Regions from separate parts of the Sus scrofa genome. Here region 2 is linked to region 1. Evidence: chromatin contacts called from public Hi-C data. All regions are on one chromosome and are shown on one strand. The core of a region is the stretch at or near the end of the contact, and the rest is flanking DNA. Distances in the headings are between cores, read along the strand shown. Region 1 holds the start of SFMBT2 (scm-like with four MBT domains protein 2). Region 2 has its middle 250 kb from the start of PRKCQ.

Region 1 (6,090 bases), core at 1,483-3,982:
CCGGCCTCTCCCGGGTTCCCAGCAGTCTTCTCAAAACCCAAGGCGACACCCCTGCAAGCTCCTGGGCGAACGCCCCTCGCCGATCCAGCCCTGTCGATCGAAACCCGGCAGGAGCAAAGGACACTTTCTTCCGCGAACGCTCTTCCCATCCCCCACCTTCCCTGGAGCGCAACTCCTCCCTCCACGCTTTAAAGCGGAGCTCCGGGCGCCCCCGCCCTTCCCCCCGCTCCACCTTCACACACACCCACACACACACACACACACACACACCCACGCCTGAGACGACGGCCCCCCGACCTCCCACCCCACCTCTGTACGAACTGTACCAGATGCCCACCAATAGGCGCAGCGCGCCCCCTGCACGCAAAACACCCCACGGGCGTCTGCAGCCAGGCTGCACCCGAAACCCTGGACTGTTAGTCCTTTTAGTAAGCACCTCCTCCTCCCACCTACCGAGCTTTACCCACACAGAATCTAGCCTACAGAGAACGAGAACTCGTCTCGTAGAAAGCCGAAATAAATCATTCCCTTTGCCCTCCTGTATTTTGCACCACGTGTCAGCAGTTTGTCATGTCACATCATAGCAGGGTCCGGTTCCAAGACGCACACACGAATTAGGGGCGGATCTCTTTGACCCCCTCCCCCCACCCAACTGCACACACAGGTATGCACACTAATCCAAAGGCACACAGAACAGTTTTGCTCGGACGCCCCGGTCCGGGCCAGCGGTCGCCCTCTCCCCTCCAGCAATCGACTGGACACGCAGACTCTAACCACGGAAAAAACTAGGGCAGCTCATTCCCTCTCTTTTTTCCCATTTAATTCGCTAAAGCAGCTACTGGAGTAGCCAAAGAGAGTTGAAACTAAGGGACAGCATCTCCGGTTGGGTTTTTTCCCACCTCAAAACCTTTATTTTCAGTTTTTAAAAGCCACCTTAGCCCGCCATATTGAAACTGGCACGGCTTCTAAATAGTGCTTCCCGGCAGTTGCTTCCAAGAAAACACGAGTACAGATCCGGTTCTGGACTGTGCGTCTGCCCACCGCAAATCACCCAACCCCCCAACCCCTAAACTCCCCCTTCTCCCAACTAATCCCCTGGCGCAGCCCCGGGTCAAAAATCAATAGATCGATCTAGCAGTCCCTACAGTTTTTTTTTTTTTTTTTTTTGGGCGGATTTGACTGACACACACACGTACTAAAAAATAAACTCGAAAGCCAGATCAGATTAGTAATTTTGAAAGGAGGTCACATGAGAGTAGACAACAGGAAAGCCCCAAGTGACAGGATATTACTTTAATGTACCACCAAAAAGAAAAGGGGGAAAAAAGGGAAAAAAAGAACAAAAAGATCATCCATACCGGAGCTCGCTCCGAAACTACTACTGACAATTTCATTTCAGCTGCACAGGCAAATGTTTCCAAAGGGGTGACTCCGAATATGTACACGATTTTTAATCCTCTAGATGGTTGGTCTCCAGTACTCACCCACCATCTTCTCCACACCCCCCTCCTGCCACCCCTAACAGACACACCGAAAAGAAAAGGAAAGGGGGGAAAAAAAAAAAGGAAGCCGAAGAAAGAGACCCCCGAGAGAAGACGAGGGAGCGCGGGGGGTAGCAAGGGCGGCTGCGTCGCTAAAACGAGCGCACAAATGCGGGAGGTGGGCGGCGGGAGAGGACAGCTTTGCACCCGGGAGGACACTTTGCAACTACGGACGGACTCCCGCAAGGCCCGGCTTTTTCAAAGCGGAGGGACGAGGGGGAAGGGGACGGGGGAGCAAAAATGACAACCCGGAGCGCAGCGCGGAGTTTGGGGCTCTGCTCAAGTGCTGTCGCTTTCTCCTCCAGCCCTTCTCTTTCGCTTCTCTCCCTCGGCACCCCCTCCTCCAGCCCCCCACTCCCGGGCTAGCTCGAGCTTCCCTTTTTTTTTTTTTCGGAGCTGGAAAAAAAGAAGCCTGCCCGGCGCACTCAACCTGCGGGCCGGAGGGTTGCTCGCGGGGCGGGCTGGGCGCGGGGACAGCGGCCGGCGCGGCGTCCTACCTGGTGAAGTTCGTCCTCCCCGTGGGTGGACCGAGGCCCCGGGCGCCGCCGGGGGTTAGGGGGGGTGGGGACGCCGGCCTCGCCCGCCCGCTCGCTCGCTCTGCCTCGCTCACTCCCCGCCCGCCGCCTCCCTCGCGCGCCCGCTCTGGTCCTCCGACTCCCACTACAGCCTCCTTCCAATATGGCATCCTCCGTGTGCGCATGCCCGGCACTCTTTTTTAAGATTATTATTTGGTGTGTGTGCAGCGAACTCCTTCAACGACCTTTTCCAAGCGCTTGCAGAACGTCTTAAGCCAATTAGCCTGCAGGACGTTCTGCACTCCTTCCTCTGCCCCCGCTGTGACGCCCCCGCTCCCGGGCACAACCTCCCCCCCTGCGCGCGCGCGCGCGCGCGCGTACACACACACACACACACACACACACACACACACACACACACGCTTCACGCTTCACGCTCCCAATGCCTCCCTCCCCGCCCCGCTCCCTTCCCTCCTTTCCTTTAGCTCCCTCCGTACACGAAATGCAGAAAGTTCCCATCACAGGGGTTTCCGCAAACGCCTCTGCAGGGAAATCTGGGCAAACTCTGCATCTCACTGGACACTTTCTGTTTCATCGGTTTTGCAATCTCTCTGGGGGCGAAATCCACAAACTTGCGCTTTATCCGCCGACGGAAGGTTGCGAGCGAAGAGAAATTCAATCCTCTCCGCAACCCCTGTCCCGCCCCACTGCGCCCCACCCAGCACTTAAATTGCGCCTTTTCTATGCAGATTCAAACATTTCCTGGCCCTCAGGGAGGGCGGGAGGGGGCCGAGGAAAGATTTTCCAGGGAAACCACCGCAGGGGAGTAACTGCTCGGGCGAGGTATCTGCGGGACGCAGCTAACAAGGGTCGCCACGGCGTCTCCCGGGCTATGTCCAGGCCTAGGCGACCAAAGAGGGCACCGGGCTTGGGCCAGCTATTTGTAAGGCGGGAAAAGATTCCCGCCCGAGAAAAACGTGGCCTTCGGCGACGGTGGGGGGAAATGGGGGGCCGCGCAGATCCCTACGGGGCAGGGTTTCCGGGTGGCGGGTCCCCGGGCCCTATTCCGGGGACAGGGGAGGGAGGCGGACAAAGCAGAGCTCCTCAGGCCTGAGCTGAGCAGAGACTGAACGGAACGTCCCCAGGGCGGAAATACTGGCGACGTCCGAGGGGCCAGACCGAGAACTTCCTTAGGTGGGCTGTACTTAGTAGAGAGGAGATGCTGCGAGGGGCTAGAATTTATTTCCGTGGGAAATGGAGATAGGACACCTTTTGTCAGGGTTTTTGCCTTATGGCCACAAGAGGTAAAATCCCCCGGAGTCTCCCAGTTCTGTGTCCATCTTCTTCCTACAACCCCCTCTCGCTGCGCCCCTAACCCCGGCCCAGGGGTCAGGAGGACTGAGAGGTCCCCAAGGCTGCGGCGAGTTCGCAGCTCCGCCCACCCTCCCAAGCCCGGCCACTCCCGCGCGTCCTCAAAGACAGAGGAGCCGGGCACATGAGGTCCCCGGAGGAAAGGTGAATGCTCCGTAAGGCTGGGGACTGGGCAGGGGATCCGGGGATGGAGAGTGGAGGTCAGAGTCCGAGCGCGCACAGGACGGACAGGGGTCCAGCATAGGCGGGTCCTCTCCCCGACGGTGGGGGCAGAGTTGGTCTAGAAGAACCGCCAAAGGGATGTGCCCAGAAACTGCTCGATCCAAGCCGCACGGTCGCGAGCGGCGTTCCACGGAAACGTGGGCGGAGGTCGGAGATCCTGGGGGGGCTCCGGCGGCAGGGAGACCCTGCTCACTTGCCGTCTGCGCAAAAGGTATTTCCTTACATCTTGGAGAGCTCTCTGCGAGGTATAAAACGCCTTCGTCCTCTCACATCTCCATCTGAGGTGCCGCCTGAGACTCTGAGAGGGCAAGCGACTCACACGGTTCAAACTCCAGCCCCAGTCTGCATCCCGTCCAGCTTCCTGGTCCCCTCCTCTTTGGGGACATCCGACCTGTTTCACCCGAAGGTCACTGAAGACGGAGAGTTCCCAAACCAACCGCACCCCGTCCCTGCACATTAACCCTGTCGCCTGCACCCCAAAACTGCCTCGCTCTGTCCCCTGAGAAGGCTCCAGATGGATTCCAGATGGACTCACCGCGGCTCCAAGGAATCCGGAATGGGGACGGCCAGACAGTCTCCTTGGCTCTAGCCCCCACCTGGGTCTCCACGCCCTAGTCACCTCCTCTAGATCCTTCACACAGCTGGCCAGAAGGGAGGGAGGAAAAGGGGCAGGGGACAGTGGCAGCCCAAGAGGGCTTAACAGTGCAGGAAACTCAACCCGAGCGCCCTTGCCATCGATGGGGTCACCGGCTGCGGCGCCAAGGAAGCAGATCCCCTTCTCCAGCCAGCCCCACTCCCCCACCGCGTTGCGCCCACCGTGGTGGCGGTGACCCTACGAGGGGATCGCGGCAGCACGGTTCCCCGGTGTGTCCCAGAACTCGCCGCGGGGGAGCGGGCAGAGGTTTGCTGCTCCCCGCCTCTCGCATCCCCAGGACTTCCGGGCGGTTCCCGTTTAGAGGAAGGATGCGTGTTCCCTCTCGGGGAACAGCCATCGCGCTGGCTCCAGGCTTGTTTACCAGCCAAATCATTATCATGGACGGAACGTTTATTTCATCAAAATAAAGAACAAATGCAAAAGAACACCTAACTCCTAACTCGACCATCTATAGACTACAATTTCTTCAAAGTAATGAGTGTGTTTTGGGTATTCAGACCCCTGCATAACTGGGCCCATGCGTCTGGAAAACAGTGTGGAGACGTTAGATTTTTCTGTTTTTGTTTTGTTTTGTTTTTTGTACTTATCGCGATTAGGAAATGAAATTGGGAAGCCAGGGTACACAGGACCATCACATTGTTACCACCGAGAATCTCAACATTGTCGAGGGTGAACGTTCTCAAAGTTTGGCCACTTCTTTCCCACGTAACTTCTTGAAGCTTCCTTAGCCGTTTCTGCCTGCCTCCATTCTCCTCCATCCAATGAGAAAACAGAAACTGGTTCAAAGACACCCCCCACTCCCGGCCAGCAATTAAAGCAGCCCTTCACGCCCCTCCAATACCTTCTTCCCACTTTCATTTTTATTTCAGAAACTGACATGTTAGGGCCGTGAGTAGGTAGAATCCACCCTAAATCAATTAAATGTGAGGGGATGACAGCAGAGTTAGCCAAAGTTAAAGGCTTGGTAAAAACTGGCAATGTTTCAAAGTTAAAAGGGGGGGGGGCATAATACCCTTGAAATCAGAGGAATTCAACCGCGCAAGTCTCATGATAAACATCCCAAGATTTCTCTATGAATTGCTGATAGTTTCTAAAAATCTTGGCAAAAATAAGCCTTTGACCACATCAACTGACTGAAACTGTTATGTCCTGCTTAGACAATGGTTAAACCATGAATTACGACACTTAAAGTGCGCCTACATGTCTAAGTCACAGGTTCCAAGGGTCATTGGAATTCTTTCCTACGAATGAAGCTAAAATATATAAAATATTAAAATTATATTTGCTTATTGGAAAATACATAGATGCTATTTCCATTTTCTTGATGATATGGCAAAAATTAGGGTTAAAAACAGTGAAAAAGGTGCTCGCTCATATTGTGTGTTTCTAATATGACTTCACAAAAGTTATTGCCAGAGAGTCAAAAATTATAGGCATGTTATTTGTCTTCTTTATGGTAAAGATATACGATTGCTTAAATATTGTCACAAGAATATACCAAGAAAAATATTGGTCAGTTTGCTCATAAATACTCCATGTTTAAATTAGACTAGGAAATACCCTAAAGAAAATAAACCATTTGGCTTTCTTAACGTAGAAAATCTCTCCAATATTAGACATACTAGCTTAACATAAAACCAGAAGGATTGGAAGTTCCTGTTGTTTCTCAGCTGGTTAAGAACCTGACCTAGTGTCCGTGAGGATGCATTTTCTAGCCCATCCCTGGCCTCCTTCAGTGGGTTAAGGATCTCACGTTGCAGAAAACCGCAGTGTAGGTCGCAGATGC
Region 2 (6,090 bases), core at 1,626-4,125, 310 kb before region 1:
CATGGAAGTTTGCAGGTTGGGGGTCAAATCGGAACAACAGATGCCAGCCACAGCCACAGCCACACAGGATCTGAGCCTTGTCTGAGACCTACGCTAGTTCTTGGCAACCCCGGCTCCCTAACCCACTGAGTGGGACCAAGGATCCTCATCGATACTGTCAGGTTTTTTCCCCTGAGCCACAGTGGGAACTCCCGAAGTCTTTTATCTTAATAGACAGGTTGAACTTAGTCATGTTTATGAATGTAATAGAGACGTACAACCTGAGGTCCACTTGTTATTTTCTGTTTATGCGTTTATATATATTTTTAAAGGTCTTTTCCTGTTCCTCTCTCTGTGAGTACTGCTTTCAACATGTACAGAGATTTAAACATTGTTTCATGTCGATGGTTGGTTGCTGGTGTCATTGAACTTGGTTACTTAATCAGGGGACCTTTCTGATCTTGAGTTTCATCTCCTCTTCACTTTCAAGGACCCAACTTCGGTGAGTATTACCTTTCTTAGTACTTGACTATACTTTTCAATATTCTAACGCTTATATTTCCTCGTTCGTGAATTGTAAATTATATTTTTTTTCTTTTTGTCTTTTTTTTTTTTTTTTACGGTCGCACCTGCAGGGTATGGAAGTTCCCAGGCTAGGGGTGGAATTGGAGCTGTAGCCGCCAGCCTACTCCACAGCCACAGCAATGCCAGATCCGAGTCACATCTGTGACCTACACCACAGCTCACAGCAATGCCAGATCCTTAACCCACTGAGCAAGGCCAGGGATCAAACCTGCGTCCTCATGGATACTAGTCAGATTTGTTTCCGCTGAGCCACAGCAGGAACTCCCTAAATGATATCTTTGACTACTGGCTAACACAGATGAGGCAACCTCCAAACCCACCACCCGGCATTCTTGCCCTCTTCCTGTCCCGTTTTTGTTAGTCATCAGATTTATACCTTGTCTGGGCGTGTAATATTCGCATTTTATTCTGTCCCACTGATTCACCATTGTAAACTTCTACGGTTAAATACATTCCTCATGACCACGAGTCCTTTTGCAGCAGTTTTCTCTTTTCTCAATTATCTCTCAGTTGGAGAGAGATGAAATGAATCCGACTGGGAACCATGAGGTTGTAGGTTCGATCCCGGGCCTCCCTCAGGGAATTGAGCATCCGGGATTGCCGTGAGCACACGCAGCTCGGATCTACGTGTTGTGGCTGTGGTGTAGGCCAACAGCTGTAGTTCTGATTGGACCCCTAGCCTGGGAACTTCCATATGCCGTGGGTGCGGCCCCCCAAAAATAATAATAAATAATTATCATCATCATCTCTTAGTTGAATAAAGTTCATCCTTTAGTTACCCCAATACAGGTTCATGGGAACAATGTTATCTGGGTTTTTGTATGTTTTGTTTATTTATTTACTTATTTGGCCACACCCATGGCATGGTTCTGGGCCAGGAATGGAACCCAAGTCACGGCTACAGCTACGCTGCATCCTTAACCCGCTGCACCATAGCAGGAACTCCCAGGTTCCTGTATGTTTAAAAGACCGGTTTTCTATATTCATTATAAGGGAAGAAGAGCTTGGCCCAATGTAAATCCTTGGCTCACACTTTATTTTCTGTATCTCTCTTAAGTCTTCTGAAGGTACCGGAATAATATCACTTGAAACACCATAGTCTCCGGATAATAAATGTGACACTGGGGCTCTCTGAAGCGGCCAGCCCTATTTTCTCCCTTTTTAGTGACAATATTTTTGCCTAGCTACTCAAAATTTTCTTTGTTTATTCCCTTTATTGTTTCAAAATCATTTTAAATAATTTGACAATATATATATATTTGCCACATCCATGGCATGCAGAAGCTCTCAGGCCAGGAATCAAATCCGCACGACAACATTGATCAGAGCCACGACAGTGACAATGCCAGATCTCCAGCCCACTGAGCCACGCAGGAGCTCCTCCAAGTTTTTAATGGAAACTGATTTCCTTGTCCTATCTTCTCCCTGTTTCTACTCATCAATCACCAACTTTTTTTTTTTTTTTTTTTTTTTTTTTTTGCTGCAACTGTGGCACATGGAAGTTCTGAGCGATCGAACCCGTGCTGCCGTTGTGACCTACACCGTAGCTATGGCAATGCCAGAACCCTACAACTTGCAAGAACCTTAACCCACTTCCAACATGCAATGTCTTTAACTGATAGTGGACTGTCATGGCTAAGTTATTTTCCCATGAAAACTTTCCTTCTGAAAACAATACGTCTCACTGTCAATTTTTGCATGTTAATTTATTCTCAAACTTGAAAATTTCTCTCTCCCGGAGTTCCCATCATGGCACAGTGGAAACGAATCTGACTAGGAACCATGAGGTTGTGGGTTCGATCCCTGTCCTCGCTCAGTGGGTTAAGGATCCAGTGTTGCCATGAGCTGTGGTGTAGGCCAGCAGCTGTAGCTCCGATTCCACCCCTAGCCTGGGAACCTCCACATGCCACATGTACAGCCCTAAAAAGCAAAAAAAGAAACAGAAAATTTCTCTCCCATTTCCTCACTTAGTTTCAAAAAACGTGGAAATATATATGTGTCCGCATATAGTACGTAGCTGTACAGTCACTTCGCTATCATCATTTTTATTGCACATGGAAACCTAATATTGACCATTGGTCCACTGATTATTTTTCGACAGAGCGATGCAGGGTGCTGCCTATATCCATAAGGGTTCCTTGATTTCAAGGAAGTTTGTGATCTGCTGAAATCACCTGCCGTTCAATCATCACTTAATTTAATTCAAACAACGAAAGAGAAAAAAGATAAGAGGCAGGCTTGACTGAAGTTGAGAACAATGCCCCAGTCGGTAGCTATTTTTATCCAAAGAGCCAAGAGGACGGCAGTCACCTCGAGCTGCGGTTTCGCGCTCTCTGTTTCCTGTGCAGCCTGAGTTCCCCGCCTGCTCTGCCTCCCTGCCTCCACTTCTATAAAAGGAAAGGTTCCGTGTCCTCTGATCCCCGGGTGTTTTCAACACATCCCTCACCCACGGGCTGAGGCTCAGGCACTGTGTTAAAAACGTGCACGAAGGCCGCCTCTCTGCTTCCAGCGTGGCCCCTTTTCCTGGGTTTTGCCTGATGCTACACGACGCAGCTCCCCACAGCCCCTCTCATTTCGAGCCCCACCTTGCAGAACAGGAGTCCAGACGAGGACTCTGCACCCCTCTGCTCCCTGGCTTAGGCGGCCGCTCACCAAGAGCCTGTAAATCCACAGTGTTCCCCAGCTGCGTCTCATCACCCACCTGTCGTTTCATGTGGTGTGGGTATTGTGGGCCAGGAATGAGGGTTTGGGTTTTCTTTGGATTCACATTCATTCCTGCTGAAAGACTTTTGTTCTGCAGACAAACCCATTTTTTTCCTTTCAGTGGTTTGCCTCTGTTTTATGCTTACTTCTACAGACTGGCACGTCAAAGAGGTTCGAGAGAAATTTCTGTCTCCCCTCCACCCCACCCTCTCTCTGTCTCTTGCTTTCTCTCCCTCTCTCTCTCTCTCTCCTTCTCTCTCTCTCTCTCCTTCTCTCTCTCTGACACACACACACACACACACACACACACACACACACACACACACACACACACACACACACACCGTGGACCCACCTCACAGGAAACGCAGAAACTCGCCTCCATCCTGGGTCCTGAAATGTCCAGCTCTGAGATTTTACTCCGATTTTCTACCTCAGGAAATAATGCTAAACCTCCCCCCCCACCCCAATTTTTCTTTTCTTCCAGAAACAGATTGTGAACAAGGCAAGGAAGTTGAAACTCTCCTTGAATACAATTCTTGGAAGTTAAAAAAACCTCAATTATCACAGTTCTCCCACGAAAGGCTTTGTGCTACTAAATTGTTTATCTCCCTGACAGCCGAGGGAGCTGGACTTTTTTCTTTTCTTTTCTTTTCTTTTTTTTTTTTTACTTCACATCTAAAATAATCGAAGTTAAACAATGTATATCCCAACACCCCACAACTAGTCATTTCCTGGGTCAGAATTAGGACACAGGCTCTCCCCCATTTGGGGGGCTCAATTGCTGTTATGATGTTGGCTGTCGGTTATTTTAAAACCCAGTTTCCCCCTTGCTAGTCCTATGACTTTAGGGAGGTTAATTTCTCACCTCCCATGTATTTGAGTTTCTTCACATGGAAAACTGTGAGAGAATTTGACCTCAAGAAGATTCGAGAGAAAAATACCAAATCGCCTAACAGTGCTGAACACATAGACCCCCACAAAGCCCCTCCATAAAATGCCTTGACACCTCCGCCCCCTAAAAAAGAGAAGGAGTTCCCGTCATTGTCAACAGCATAGAGGGAAATGGAGGGCATCGTGCTAAGTGAAATAAGCCAGACAGAGACAAGTATTGCATGATATCAACTCTACGTGGGTTGAAAACAGCTGCAGCAGAGAGTTGAATGGTGGTTGTGGGGGCTGAGGAAGGAGAAATAGGACCAGGCTGGTCAAGGCGTACGAACTTCCACTTGCAAGAAGGAAAACGGTGGCTGCCGTTGCGGGTACCGTACCGGTCACCGAGATGGGCTGAGTAGAGCGTGTGTCTTCTCACCGCCCCCCCAAAGGTACCCATGTGAAATGATGGGTGGTGAGAATCCTTTTTCCCTGTCGGCACACGTCCAATCCTCCCACCGCAGACTTTCGCTCATCCCCGGTGACCATGATATTTGTCACTTATACTCTGTGAGGCCGGGGAAAGGACCCATCTAGAGTCTCCATCACACACCTGCCAAGCCTCTGCCAAGTCCCTGTCCCCTGACGCCTTTTAGTTCCTCTTCCAAGAACCTTTGCTGAGAACCTCTTTTCCCTTCCTCATCCTTCCAGCAGCCAGAAAAAAAAAATACACCTTTATGGCTGAGAGCTGGATATAAAGACTGGATCCTGGCACGAGACACGTGGGTGCCAGTGAGACCACCGTATTTCACTCATATTCATTCTGGGCGCCAGTTAGCATCAAATTTAAGGTTCATTTGTATCTCGAAAGCTGTTAAGTTGGATTCCTATGTTTCTTTTCCACCTCTCTGTAAAATTTCCATCAAGCATGTTGAAGCTGCTTCATAGAAATGCTAAAACCAAATTAATTAGCTACAAGGGGACATAGGCTGAGTTCCCGAGAGTATCTCTGGATCCAGACAGAGGTCCACCCTGTCCCTTCCCGGCAGGTTAGAAAGCCCTTTAAATCTGATAGGTTTTTTGGTTTGTTTGTTTTGAGTTCTCCTTGCAGCTCAGGGGGTTACAAACACAATGAGTATCCATGAGGACCTGGGTTCAGTCCGTGGCCCCGCTCAGTGGGTTAAGGATCCAGTGTTGCTATGAGCTGCCGTGTAGGTGGCAGACATGGCTTGGATCCTGCATTGCTGTTGCCGGGGCTGTGGTGCAGGCCGGCAGCTGCAGCTCCTATTCAACCCCTAGCCGGAGCTTCCATATGCCACAGGTGCCACCCTAAAAAAAAAGACCTCCCCCAAAAAATCTAACACTTTTTTGTAATTGAAGTTTAGTTTATTTGCAATGTTGTGTTAGTTTCTGGTGTATAGCTAAGTGGTTCAGTTGCCTTCTTTAAAAAAATGCATAACCTAAAATTTGAGGGTTCAGTTTTATTTGGGGCAAAAAGAGGACCGTAGCATGGAAAGCAGCATTTTTCAGAGAGCTCTGAAGAAACTGCTCCAAAGAGGCAGGGGGAAGGTTGGTACGTATGTGATTTTGGTGAAAGGGGAGGTCCCTGCTACCAAGCATGCATTTTACAGAAGGTCACCGCTGGTCACGAGGAGCAGATGTCACCATGAAGGATTTTAGTGCTTTTCCAGATACAAGGAGAGGCAAGAATTGGGCTCATAAAATCTTCTGAAACTATCTAACTATCTGAAGACCTATTCTGCCGGTTTTCCCAGACCTCAGAGTGCCCTCACCCCTGGTCTCCACGCTGAGCTCCTTTCGGGGGTGCTGAGCATCGGGCACCTGCCGTGGCTCACGATTCAGTCCCTGTAGAGCAGAGGGCACGTGCCAAACTCCAGTTCACACAGTGATATTTTCTTACACATGGATATATTCTTTTCCATAGTCTCT

What was found. A called contact is a pair of places that touch in the nucleus more often than the background predicts.
Region 2: a contact with region 1 is called in a Hi-C map of liver, with 4 times the contacts expected there. The contact joins the enhancer-like site here to the promoter of SFMBT2 in region 1. A contact is called at or near these places in 1 of 5 promoter capture datasets (liver), 19 of 47 Hi-C or Micro-C datasets (adipose tissue, alveolar macrophages, blood and 11 more) and 1 of 2 datasets of contacts at active chromatin or transcription factors (skeletal muscle).

The regions. Positions count from the first base shown.
Region 1 is chr10:63,873,675-63,879,764 of Sscrofa11.1, reverse strand. It overlaps SFMBT2 (scm-like with four MBT domains protein 2), which reads right to left and starts at 2,732. Exons shown (of 21, transcript XM_021065007.1): 1 at 2,554-2,732.
Region 2 is chr10:64,185,521-64,191,610 of Sscrofa11.1, reverse strand. No RefSeq gene overlaps it. Among named protein-coding and RNA genes, the nearest start is that of PRKCQ, 250 kb to the left of the region's middle. Within about 2 kb of position 2,875, at least 9 of the 83 cell types and tissues checked have an H3K27ac peak or open chromatin away from gene starts, as enhancers often do. A contact at or near this core is called in liver, where this site is marked.